Regions from separate parts of the Mus musculus genome. Here regions 2 and 3 are each linked to region 1. Evidence: chromatin contacts called from public promoter capture Hi-C data. All regions are on one chromosome and are shown on one strand. The core of a region is the stretch at or near the end of the contact, and the rest is flanking DNA. Distances in the headings are between cores, read along the strand shown. Region 1 holds the start of Kcnq5 (potassium voltage-gated channel, subfamily Q, member 5). Region 2 holds the start of Tmem14a (transmembrane protein 14A). Region 3 holds the start of Tram2 (translocating chain-associating membrane protein 2).

Region 1 (3,370 bases), core at 449-2,948:
AATAAACATTTGCTTCCAACCATTTTCTCATTTTCATTCTCGCATACTCTGCTAGATGGTGAGGGCTTAGTCAACACACACACACACACACACACACACACACACACACACACACACACACACACTTTATCTCGGCGCCATAAGTGTCAACTAAACACACTGCTTGCTTCAGGTCACAGCTGGCCCCTGTGCATTTCCACTACAGCACCTCTGGCCATGTTCCTGAACCCCAGTTCTCCACTTTCAGCTGGCACTGCCTGCCACAGAGCTTGGGTAGCCCTCTAGACTCTGACCACCTCTATGTGGCAATGACTACTACGTGCACTGACAGATTTTCCGTTGATGACAGCTGTGATGGTGGCCAGGCGTGTTTCCGGGCGCGCTTACAACCTAGTCTCTCTCTCTCTCCATCACGTAGCAGCTTCCTCTGCTTGACCCCAGAGCTGACTGTGGACCCACTCTTAACCTTCTCCTCGCCACTCCATCCCACCCGGTCATGCCCTCCCAGTCTCTCCAGTCTCGGGATGGTGCACAACCTCCCGGAGCTATCCCCAGCTCCTGGGCGCCCCACTCAGTTAACTTTCCGCATATCAGGACCTAATCGCTCCCGATTATCTGAGTCGCCTAAGTCCGGCTTCTGCCTTCAATCACCCAGGTACCTGGAACTGACCCGTTAGTCCCTTGGGTGCTTTGGGGCAAAAGGGCTCTATGTGAACCAGAGCGAGAGGTGGGACGAGAGAGATTGAGGGCTCCAGAGGGCCGATGGCAACACGTGCAAAGAAATAAAAACCACCACGTGTGTGTAGCTCTGCGTGTGAGCGCGCACGCGTTTCCGCGCCTAAGGCCAGGGCGCGGGCGCCAAGTGCGCCCCGGGGCTCCCCAACAGAGGGCATGGCTAGGGGCACACGGGGTCGGAAGTGGGGGCGCGGGTACTCACACGAACGCGTGGTAGACGAACGCCCAGCCGCGGGGTCGCTCCAGCACGTTGTACAGATAGTTCTGCACCCGCCGGTACTTGACGTTGCGCCGACAGCTCTGGCTGCTGGTGTAGGAGAGCGGCTTCCCCAGCAGGCTCATTCGGGCCCCCTGCTTGCCCCGGCGGCTCTCTCTCAAGCCGCCGCCGCCTCCGCCGAGCGCCGCCGCGCGGGTGCCGAGCAACAGCAGGCCGTCGCCCCTGGCGGCCGCCGAGTTCAGCAGCACCCTGCCGCGGCCGGACTCCACATCCTTCATGCCGCTGCCCGGGCGCCCCCCACCCGCGCCTGCCGCCGCCGCCGCGCCGCTCCTCACCCAGAGCCCGGCGGCACCGCCCTCCTCTCCTCCCGCGTGGTGGCGGGGCATGGCATCACCACGGGCACCGCGAGGGGGGCGCTGGCGCCTGCGGCGGGGGCAGCGGCTTCATGTGCGCGGGCAGGTCTGCAGGAGGAAACCCGCAGCCGACGGGGCGCCCCGGGGGGGCGGACTAGCCTAGAGTCGGGGCTCCGGGCGGGGGCGGCGGGGTGTGCGGAGCAGGCCCGGGGAGGTCCGGATTTCTGCCGCTTCCAATTCCAAATCCGGACCTGTTGGGGGCGTCACTTTGTGAGGTGTCCCTCGCTTTCCTTTAGTCTGGTGGCTGCCACTCCCTCCTCCCCGAGGAGTGTCGGCACACGGGACTGAGGGTGTGCGGGATGCCCGGAGGCACGCTCGCACGCGTGCACACCCAGCAGGGTTCGAGTCTGTCTGTCCCCTGCACCCCGGCAGAATACCGGCTTGACCCTAAGTCGGTCTCCCAGGATGAGTTTGGTTCGGTTCTTCCTGGGACTCGGAGCTGTCCGGAGGGCGAAGTCTGCCTCTTGAATAAACTGGACGAGCGGGTCTCTGGGCTTCTCCCGCTGCTATGCCGCGCCTGGTCCTGCCATCCTCGGGTGATGGGTGTGGGCAGGAAAGGTTCTGTCCTACCCTCCAGGTTTTGGCTAGCCTAGGAGCGAGCCAGCGGGGGCTAAGCTTCTGGCAGTGGCGCTTGGGTTCCCGCGCTGGGGACCAGCCCACCGCAGTTCAATGGACACACCCGGAGAGAGCCAGGCAGGGACCCAGCAGCTTCCCGCGACTCAATCCAGCCTGCAGGCTGTGACTTTCCATCCTAGCCTCAGACAACAAGCCTGCGAGTCGCAGAACATCCTTCCCATCCCCAGGGGTGGGGTGTGGGGAGGGCGTAAAACTCCAAAGTAGCTCCTTCGTGGTGAGGGAGCTCCTCCTGACAGAGCAGCCTGGGAAAAGGAGCCCACTTCTCTCCTTCCAGAAATTTCCATGTAAGTGAAAGAAAGTCATAAAACTGCTTAAATCTCCGCCGCGACTGTGGCGTCCCCAGGGAGTTCGAGAGGGATCATGGAGGATAGTGAGTCCAGGACCTGCCTCTCAGACAGGATGCTGTAACTTACAATGTTAGAGAAAAGGGAACCACTGACTGCATCCCCCACCACCTCTGGAAAATGGGCGCCCCAAAGCCCATCTCTTCTCTTGGATGAGAGTGAGATTATGGTGCTGCTGGCTCAGAACTCCGCCTTTCAAAAATATTGTTAGCAATTAAACAACAGATTCAGCGATGGGGAAACTGAGAGGACACCAGGATTGGGAACTCCTTCTAATAGAGCAGCCTTCCTCCCAAATATTTAAAAAAAAAAAAGTAATAATCGCCAAGTTCAACTGAACTATGCTTTCAACACAAAGTCATGGTAGTCAGTAGCAAAGTGGCCATCCCTGAGCCTTTTTTCACTTCCATGAATACCAGCCAACACTAAGGCAAAAATCTTATCTTGGTTGTCTCACCCATAGCAGATAATACTCTACCAACACACCCACACATACACCCCGTGCATACACCCACGCCCACAGACAGCTGCTTTCTACAGTCAGAACGTCAGCTAAGAGTTTTACTTTTATTTTTATCGTTATTGTTTTGTGAAGACCTCTTCCTGGTTCTTACTCAGCAAGACCTTGTTTCCCTTCAAACCTCTGGGCAGTAGGCACTACTAACCCCTAGCGCTGTGCAGCTGGCAGCAGTACCACGTGTGAGCCAAGCATCAACACTCAGAGTCACTCCTGCTTTCCTCTAATACACTTCACACCCACACACCGTGGAGGTGCTAGAGAGGTTGCTCCGTGCCCTGCTATTCAAGGCAGATGCAAAGAGAATGTCCTGGAATAAGCTCTCCAATCCTAGAGCTGCGTGGAGACCCCTGGCTGAAGGTGGGAGCTGAGGTGGGGGGTAGTTCGGTGCAGCTATATTTAGACTCCCCGTGGAGTTTCTGTGCAGGGACTTTCAGGGTGAAAGATGTAGAGACTTAAAATGACTCGTGCACACGCTGTCGGCATGAAAAAAAAATCCTAGCTTTGC
Region 2 (3,749 bases), core at 1,224-3,723, 740 kb before region 1:
AGTTGCCATATGGATCAGAAAGGAAAGAGTGAAGACTCTTTGCAGTGTACACTTGGAATACCTGAGACACACTGACTTTCTCAGTGATTGTTGAGAATCAGGCTTAGGACCCAGTGAGAATAACTCAGAAAGTCCTGACTGATTAGACAGCGGGCTGGACAAATGGACTGGTGGCCTGCTTCTCCCTTCCACCATTTTCTCCTCTCCTCTACCTATGGAAACACCCATTACTACAGAGCTAGCAGCTTTCCTCTGGGATCTGCAATTCTCAAAACTGTAAGGATTGGAAGCAGGTGCAAATGTCAGGCAGAGTAAAGAATTTTCTGTTTCCACTAACCTCTAATTTAATCTCACTGTTTGCATTAGGGAAATACACATCAATCCACAGTAGCACTGCTGTGTGTCTCCTATCATGGGGGACCACACACAGTCCCATTACAGACAGTTCATGACAGTACTTACATGTGACACAATTCTGAAGTTATGCTGATAGACATAACTCAAGACCATTTACTCTTCAGGATATTTATTAACCGAGCTTCCTTTGAGATTTTATGTATTTCTCCGGCATGCCAAAGGCTCTAGGCCATACTGAATTGTGCATCTCTGTTACTACGAAATATGGACAAAAAGTCTGTCTTAGTTGGGGTTTTTATTGCCACGATGAGACATGACCACAGCAACTCTTATAAAGAAAAAAACACTTAATTGGGGCTGGCTTATGGTTCCGTGATTTAGCCTATTGTCATCATGTCAGGAAAAATGGTGGCATGAAGGCAGACACTTGGGGATCTGAGGGTTATATATTAGGAAGTACAGACATCAGGAAGAAAGGGTGACATTGGGCCTGGCTCGAGCATCTCAAGGCCAAGAGACAGAGCCCACTCCCGGTGACATACTTCATGAAACAAGGGGACACCTCCTAATAGTGCCACTGCTATGAGCATTTAGGGGCCATTTTCACTCTAACTATCACACAGTCTTACAAGTTGGCAGAGGTGCTGAGGCCACAGGGAATTGTGTCTCTGTCACCATGGATCGTAGGTAGACAGTCTTACAGGTTGGCAAAGGCCGAAGGTTTCACTGCACCCTCATCCTCAGCTCCACCCTTGGCTTCCACTCGAGCAGGTGGCAGCTGATGGCTTGAGCTCAGGTGACAAGTTCCCTCTACCTAAGAGCAGTCCTGTTCCACATATCTGACAGTGTGGAATCCCAAATGCCCTACAGAGAGATGTTCTCTGGGGTTCATTTAGAATCACTGAATAGGAGCATGTTGTGGCGGCTTCATCTTCTGGTACTTTAGTAGGAGAATCTCTGAGTGTCTATTCTGAGCCATATCTTAATCTGCTGCCGGGGCTGATGGTATGAGGGGTGTTTAAGTGCAACAGACTGCACAAGAAGGACTGTGCTCCAACTTTCAGACCAACAGAACAACAACAAAGACCAAACTCTAAATCCACTGTGAGTAAAGGAGCCATCATTTACCCAAGCATGCCATGGAAATAATAAAGCTTTCCAAGAGGGTTTTCATATTATTTTTAGACTTTGAGTAGGAAAGAGTTCTGAATCTGAGGAGGGGGGGGGAAGGGAGAGAGACAGACAGAGAGAGACAGAGACAGAGATAGCTAGGCCACGTGTGCACAATCAGGATGTGGGAAGAAGAGAGAACCAGGAGAATCTGAAAGCAAACTTTAGGATGGGACTAACTCCATAGCTCCGTGTCACTCCATAGCCCTATGTCAGCGCCCCTGCGACACTTCCAGGGTCTGATTAATTCTCTAGGAGCAGTATAGATTTCCCAGTTCTCAAAAGCAGTCACATTACTTCTCCAAATGTGTGTGTGTGTGTGTGTGTGTGTGTGTGTGTGTGGTGTGGTGTGTAGGATCAACAAACAAATGCCACCTGTTTAATGTATATAATTAATGTATATGTCTTTGAGGTAATTCTATTACTCCTCACCTCCGAGAATTCTGGAGCTTTCCTGAATACCTTGATTGCTGTTGTATAAGGGAGGGCACAGTGTTCATCCTAATTACTATTTCCATCCTAGAAAGCCCAACTGGAGTCGCATGAGAATTTACCAAGAGACACAATTTAATGTCAGTGTAAGGAGATTTTCTGGAAACTGATTCCCCTAGCCTTGCAGGACTCAAAATTCTTTCCAACTGTGGCGTTATGTGCCACACCTCCTGATCATCTAAACCTGGATACCTTGATCCCACAGAGTAAAAGAGTAAAAGATCAGGAGGCTATCTATGCCCTTATCTACCTACCGGCATTCATGCCTTGAAATCAGGTTAACTTTCACTGATCCTGAAGACCTTCGCATTCTGGAACGTCCCCACCTCCACTGAAAGTGGAAACAATTTGTAGACTATGTATATGTTGTTTACCTTCCTAAAATTCTTATGACGATGTAGGGGGATCCTAGCTAAACCAAGGAGTCCCTCTGCAAGCATCATCCCGGCCGGCAGGGGGAAGCAGACTCCAACCCTGCGCTCTCGGGGCCTACACAGCCGGGTGGGGAAGCGACTTCACTTCCCAGGGTCTTGGCCTCTGCTGGCCCAGAGCTGCACCCCACTCCCAGGCCGAGGACAGTAGAAGAACTTGGGATCCAGGACTCTACAACGCACGAACCAGCTCCAGAGAGGACTCAGCTCTGTGCACTCTGCTCTCTAAGGCGGGTCGCAGCTAGGCAGTGCGCCTGCGCAGAACTGCTTCCGGATTGAGGGACTACTCTTGCGCTTTTTCCGCTTTCACCAGCTGCAGCAAGTGCTCAAGGGTGCAGGTGAGCTGTGCATCCATCCCTTAAAAGAAACTTTTCATGCAAAGGCATGAGAATAAACCGTTCTTTGCTGAGCATCCGCCCTCTCCTTCAGTCCCTCGATCTTCACAGCAGAAAACAGTTCAGACGACCTGGGGAGGGAGGGAGGGAATGGCATCTGCCCTCCCACAGATCTTTTCTGGCTCATCCTTCCAATTTCCTGAATTTCTGCTTTCCTGGGGGCCCTAAATATCGCATCTGTCTTACTCTTTACCTTCCCAGAGGTGAGGCGTGGTGGTAGGTAAAGTTCAACCAAGACTTGCTTCAAAAATGGCTCTCATGCCCACTTAGATCATAGGTAATTAGTTTATTTTTATGTGAAAATGCTTTGTGCATACTTATTTACAGATATCTTAGTGGGTGGAGAAGATTCAGGAGGACCTGAGATGGTGGGGCTGCGGAGGGATTTTCAGTTTCCTATGCTAAGCAGTGAATAATTTTGTTGCATTGCATCCAGGACGTTTTCCAGTCCTATATCAGCACCTAGCCTCTGTCTGTTGCATGAACATGCAGTGAACATGCCTCCCTCTTCCAGCCACATTCCACAACTTTCAAGTTCTTACACCCTTTGGGGTTTGGGAAGCAGGTGCGGGGAGGCAAGTGTCCTTTGCTTTCCAGAAGAAGCCAGCAAGATAACTGACTTGTGTAAGTTTTCACAGTAAGCAATTGTTGGCAATGGATTAATTTTACCCTTCTATAGAACTAAACTCAGTTCTCTGTGGAGACGCAGGAATTGTGGGATTCCTGACAATGTAGCCAAGGATGGTGAGGCAGTGGGGGTGTGGGTGTGGGTTGGGGGGGTGGCCAGCCACTGGATAACTTCCACACAGGCTGTGTATTGGAGCCACCCACTCATTCTCTCAGGGCAGTGCGCTTGGAGCTGTGTGCAGGTCAGCAATGGATGAACTAGTGTGGGTTTGCCCTA
Region 3 (3,721 bases), core at 1,041-3,540, 880 kb before region 1:
ACTTCAGAAAGAAACATCTGCTCTCAAAGTTCCATAGGGCTAAAAGTACCACAGAAGAAGATGGAACTAGGAAGACGGGTGTGTTGGCACCTCAACCAAGTCCTTTCTACAGCCCTAGGGCTAATCCTAAGGAAAAGGAAAATGGCTAGTTTGTTTTTTTTTTCCATCACCTTAGTCCTTTCTCTGGCATCAGGTACTAGGAGTGACAATCCCAGAAGTTGTCAGTTTCCAAGGACTACCACTGATCTGAAGCAAAGCACTCCAGAAGGCTAGAGACAGGGAACAAAGGAGGCAGTACAAACTCTGTGCGTCTCTTTTTGCACAACACTAAGACAGGTAAAGCCCAAACTCTCAACAAAAGCTAGAGACACCACAGAGAGCCACAAGCTAAGCACAAGGCTCTGGCCAGCTGTGGAACACATGGCTATGAGGTTTATGATTGACACATGTGACGATCTGGCCCTAGCCTGCAAGAACTGGAGCATGACACTGAGAAGCGTCTTAGAATGGAGGACTGCACATTGACATGAGGCAAACGTGAAGCAGGGCAGGTCCCCTGCCTTCTCATTAAGCCACTATGTTAAATAATAACAAGGGTCCAGGAGCAAGAGACAGATTAGCTCTTTGGCTGGAAGAATGGCTTTTGTTGCGGATAAAACCTCAGCTTTAAGCTTTATAAATCACTGCATAAGGAAGGTTGGTTTTAATGGTTTCTTCAATGATGAGGAAACTGAGGTCGAGGGAAAATGTGAGTGGAGGAGAGGAAGAAAGTGAAGTGACAGAATTTCCAGAAGAATGTGGACACCAGCCCCAGTCCCAGCTTCTCTCCTGCAAACCCGACAGCCTAGCTACGAGCATGCATTCAGCTCAGACCCGGCTAACCCAAGAACAGCCCCAGCGCGAGGACAAGTTCTTCAGCCAAATAGGTCCTGAGTCGGTAACAGGGACATATGGGTAGATATGGGTAGATAAGGGAGATATGGGTAGATGCAGGGATAGACAAGTAACTCTTAAATGGTGCACCTTCTTACTACCCTGTAGAATGCAGATCAGGAAACTTACACAGAAGAGAGGATAGGAATGAGTGTTCTCAAGACCAGGCGACCCAAGCCATGGGACTGTCACCTATTACCTATGGTGCTCTGGAGACAATATATACTATAGTAAGTCCTTCCCACTTTTCAATATCACCGTTTTGCAGCACTCTGGAGTAGGGACCTCGGATTCTGACCCCTTAGTGGTTTACACAGACAGCTCTGAGGCCTACACCAGCACAGTGCTGAATCCAGGATCCCTTTCTCTGTTCCCACCCCACATCCCTGCAGCGACTAGGAAATCACCTTTCACAGAGAGTATCCCTCTACTGGCTCCTGCAAAGGGGATGAGGCTCTGGGTCCAGTTCACACAGATCTACAGGAACAGTTCAAAGTGCCAAAGGATATCTTAAAACTAGCCCTTTAGGTCATATTTAAAGAGAGGTTGGTAGCAGAAGGTCCCTCTGGGATGGAGCCAGGGCCACATGTGAACACCTGGAGCAAGCTCCAGAGGTTAGGATGAAGAACTTCCAGAAAGCCACAAGAGAGGTGGAGAGGGTTAGGGTCCCTTCCACTAGAAAAGCCTAGAAGATCTGGAGGCCCCCACTAGAGAGAAGGAGGGGGGATTGTGCAATTACAGCTGGTCTAGGAGTTTCCCACATTGGCACCAAGTCGCCAGAAAGGAAACCCCAACCATAGGGCCAGGAAGGCAGCTCTGCAATTGGTTCGAGGCCAGGTATGGGTTTCTGAGATTCAGATAGAGTTGTAGGATGTGGTGGGTGTCCAAGGGGGGCGACAGAGCATGGCACGGCCCGCACAGCTAGGAGTTAGGGGTGCTGTCTGGACTCTCTTAGGTCCAGGCCAGAGTGGATACAGTGCACAAAGCCAGAGGTGCAGATAACGTGCGGGACATCCCAGCCGGGCGCGCTCCAGCCCAGATGAGGTCCGGGAATCCCTGTCTGCGCCTCGGAGGACGGGAGTTAGGACCGCCAACCCCTGCAGCACCCCCTCCCCGCTCTACTCACCTCGAACATAAGCCCGATGAGGACGCAGAGCACCAAGCAGAAACCGATGTCTGCATGGTTGTGGATGATGAACTCCTGGCTGAAGAGCGGGTAACTTTTCGTCCTCCTACGGAAAGCCATGGCAGCGGGCGTTCACCGCCTGCGGGGGCCCGCACCCTCGCTCAGCAGCCCCAGCGAAAACTTCTCCGGCCCGGCCCGGTCCGCACGCCAGCCCCGCAGCCCAGCGCGGAACAACTTCGGGCCCCGCCCCCTTCCTCTGCCCGCCCCGCCCCGGCCTGCCGCCCGGAACCGCCCCCGGCCACAGCCCTCGCCCCGCAGCGGCTGCACAGGCGCGGGCCTCTAGCCACACCCCCTTCCTCCGTCCGCCCCGCCCCCAGGCCGCAAAGGCGCGCGCCTCTGGCCACACCCCCTTCCTCCATCCGCCCCGCCCTCAAGCCCTTTGGCCAGCGCCACCGGCCACGCCTCCTGGGCGAGCCCGGCGCGCCTAACCCTTGTGCCGCGCTCGCTACCGGTGCTTGCGGCTTCCACCGGGGGTACACTCTTCCGTGAACCTCGCTGAGACGCGGGAATGGAAGCCCTGTCCTCCGGCTTTGAGAGGAAGCGGCTCCCGAGCTGCTGGACAGGAAGTGGGCCGGGATCCCACTCCTAGCGCCCAGCTTCTTCCTCTGCAGGAAGGGCCCGGGGCGGGAAGCTTCGTGCCGGCCTGTGGACTGGCCCCAGCCCTGCGCTGGATCTTAAATGAATGCATGGCTACTCCTGTGTCTGAAGGATTGCACAGTGTAGGTTCAACCTCTCAGAACCTTCAGCAGCTACCCCAAGGCCTTGCCTTAGTAGAGCCTACTTTGCAAGGGCGTGCAGGTACCCCGCGTTTTACTCCTTCACTTAAAAGGCCAGGTACTGCCCAGAATTGGTTTTTCAGGGCTCACTACCTTCAATATTAATTGATCAGAAGTGGAAGAATAAACACTGAAGAAATAAAAAAAAAAAAAAAAAAAAAAAAAGATCCTCACCCAACGTTTCCATTTAATATTAAGTTTCAAAATTACTTCCGGAAGGACAAAAGGTCTTTTAAAATAAATTATACTAGCAAATATTGGATTTAATCCTGCCAGTAATGAAGGAACAAATAATCGCTTCTAAATGTACAGAAATGCAAAATGAACAGAGGACTGTTTAATTTCTTTTCTTTTTTTAAAATTAGTTTCACGGTTACGAGTTTGCAAAAATAGCAGTCTGAAGGTAACTAGAACTGAATGAAGTTCCTTAAAGAAATTTATCTCCTGTATTCTAAACTGTGCACTATTTAACAGACAGCCCTAGGGCTTCTAACTCCACGGGCGGGGCGGGGGGCATTAATGCCTATATTGGACTAACCTTTGTTTAAAGTTAAGACCGGTGCGTGCGTGCGTGCGTGCACGTGCGTACAGTTTATGACATATAGGGGCTGCACATGCATGAGCTCACATATTTATGTATTTTCGCCCCAGTGACCTCCGGTGTCAGGCCTCACCTTCCACCTGGTTTGTTCCAAGGTCTCTCTTTGTGTTGACTTTTCCACTAGGTAGGCCAGGCTAGCTGCTCCTCTAGCTCCTCCCATCTCCCAGTAGAAATGCCCCTTGTGGCCAACTTTTACATGGGTTCTGCGGATTCCAAGTCAGGTCC

What was found. Promoter capture Hi-C pulls out the DNA fragments that hold promoters and counts their contacts.
Region 2: a contact with region 1 is called in a promoter capture Hi-C map of pre-B cells, with 3 times the contacts expected there. The contact joins the promoter of Tmem14a here to the promoter of Kcnq5 in region 1. A contact is called at or near these places in 3 of 39 promoter capture datasets (cranial neural crest, hippocampal neurons and pre-B cells), 18 of 484 Hi-C or Micro-C datasets (the Ba/F3 cell line, CD4 T cells, CD8 T cells and 10 more), 3 of 115 datasets of contacts at active chromatin or transcription factors (astrocytes, extraembryonic endoderm stem cells and memory CD8 T cells) and 1 of 9 other capture datasets (liver).
Region 3: a promoter capture Hi-C map of pre-B cells shows a contact between it and region 1, with 7 times the contacts expected there. The contact joins the promoter of Tram2 here to the promoter of Kcnq5 in region 1. A contact is called at or near these places in 5 of 39 promoter capture datasets (the C10 cell line, hippocampal neurons, liver and 2 more), 2 of 484 Hi-C or Micro-C datasets (embryonic stem cells and pre-B cells) and 3 of 115 datasets of contacts at active chromatin or transcription factors (astrocytes, extraembryonic endoderm stem cells and memory CD8 T cells).

What each region holds. Positions count from the first base shown.
Region 1 is chr1:21,960,244-21,963,613 of GRCm38.p6, forward strand. Kcnq5 (potassium voltage-gated channel, subfamily Q, member 5) reads right to left here and starts at 1,699. Exons shown (of 14, transcript NM_023872.3): 1 at 938-1,699. The coding sequence starts at 1,338.
Region 2 is chr1:21,216,102-21,219,850 of GRCm38.p6, forward strand. Tmem14a (transmembrane protein 14A) reads left to right here and starts at 2,474. Exons shown (of 5, transcript NM_029398.3): 1 at 2,474-2,788. All of the region lies in intron 1 of Gm28836 (a long non-coding RNA gene), which reads right to left.
Region 3 is chr1:21,076,935-21,080,655 of GRCm38.p6, forward strand. Tram2 (translocating chain-associating membrane protein 2) reads right to left here and starts at 2,291. Exons shown (of 11, transcript NM_177409.3): 1 at 2,060-2,291. The coding sequence starts at 2,179.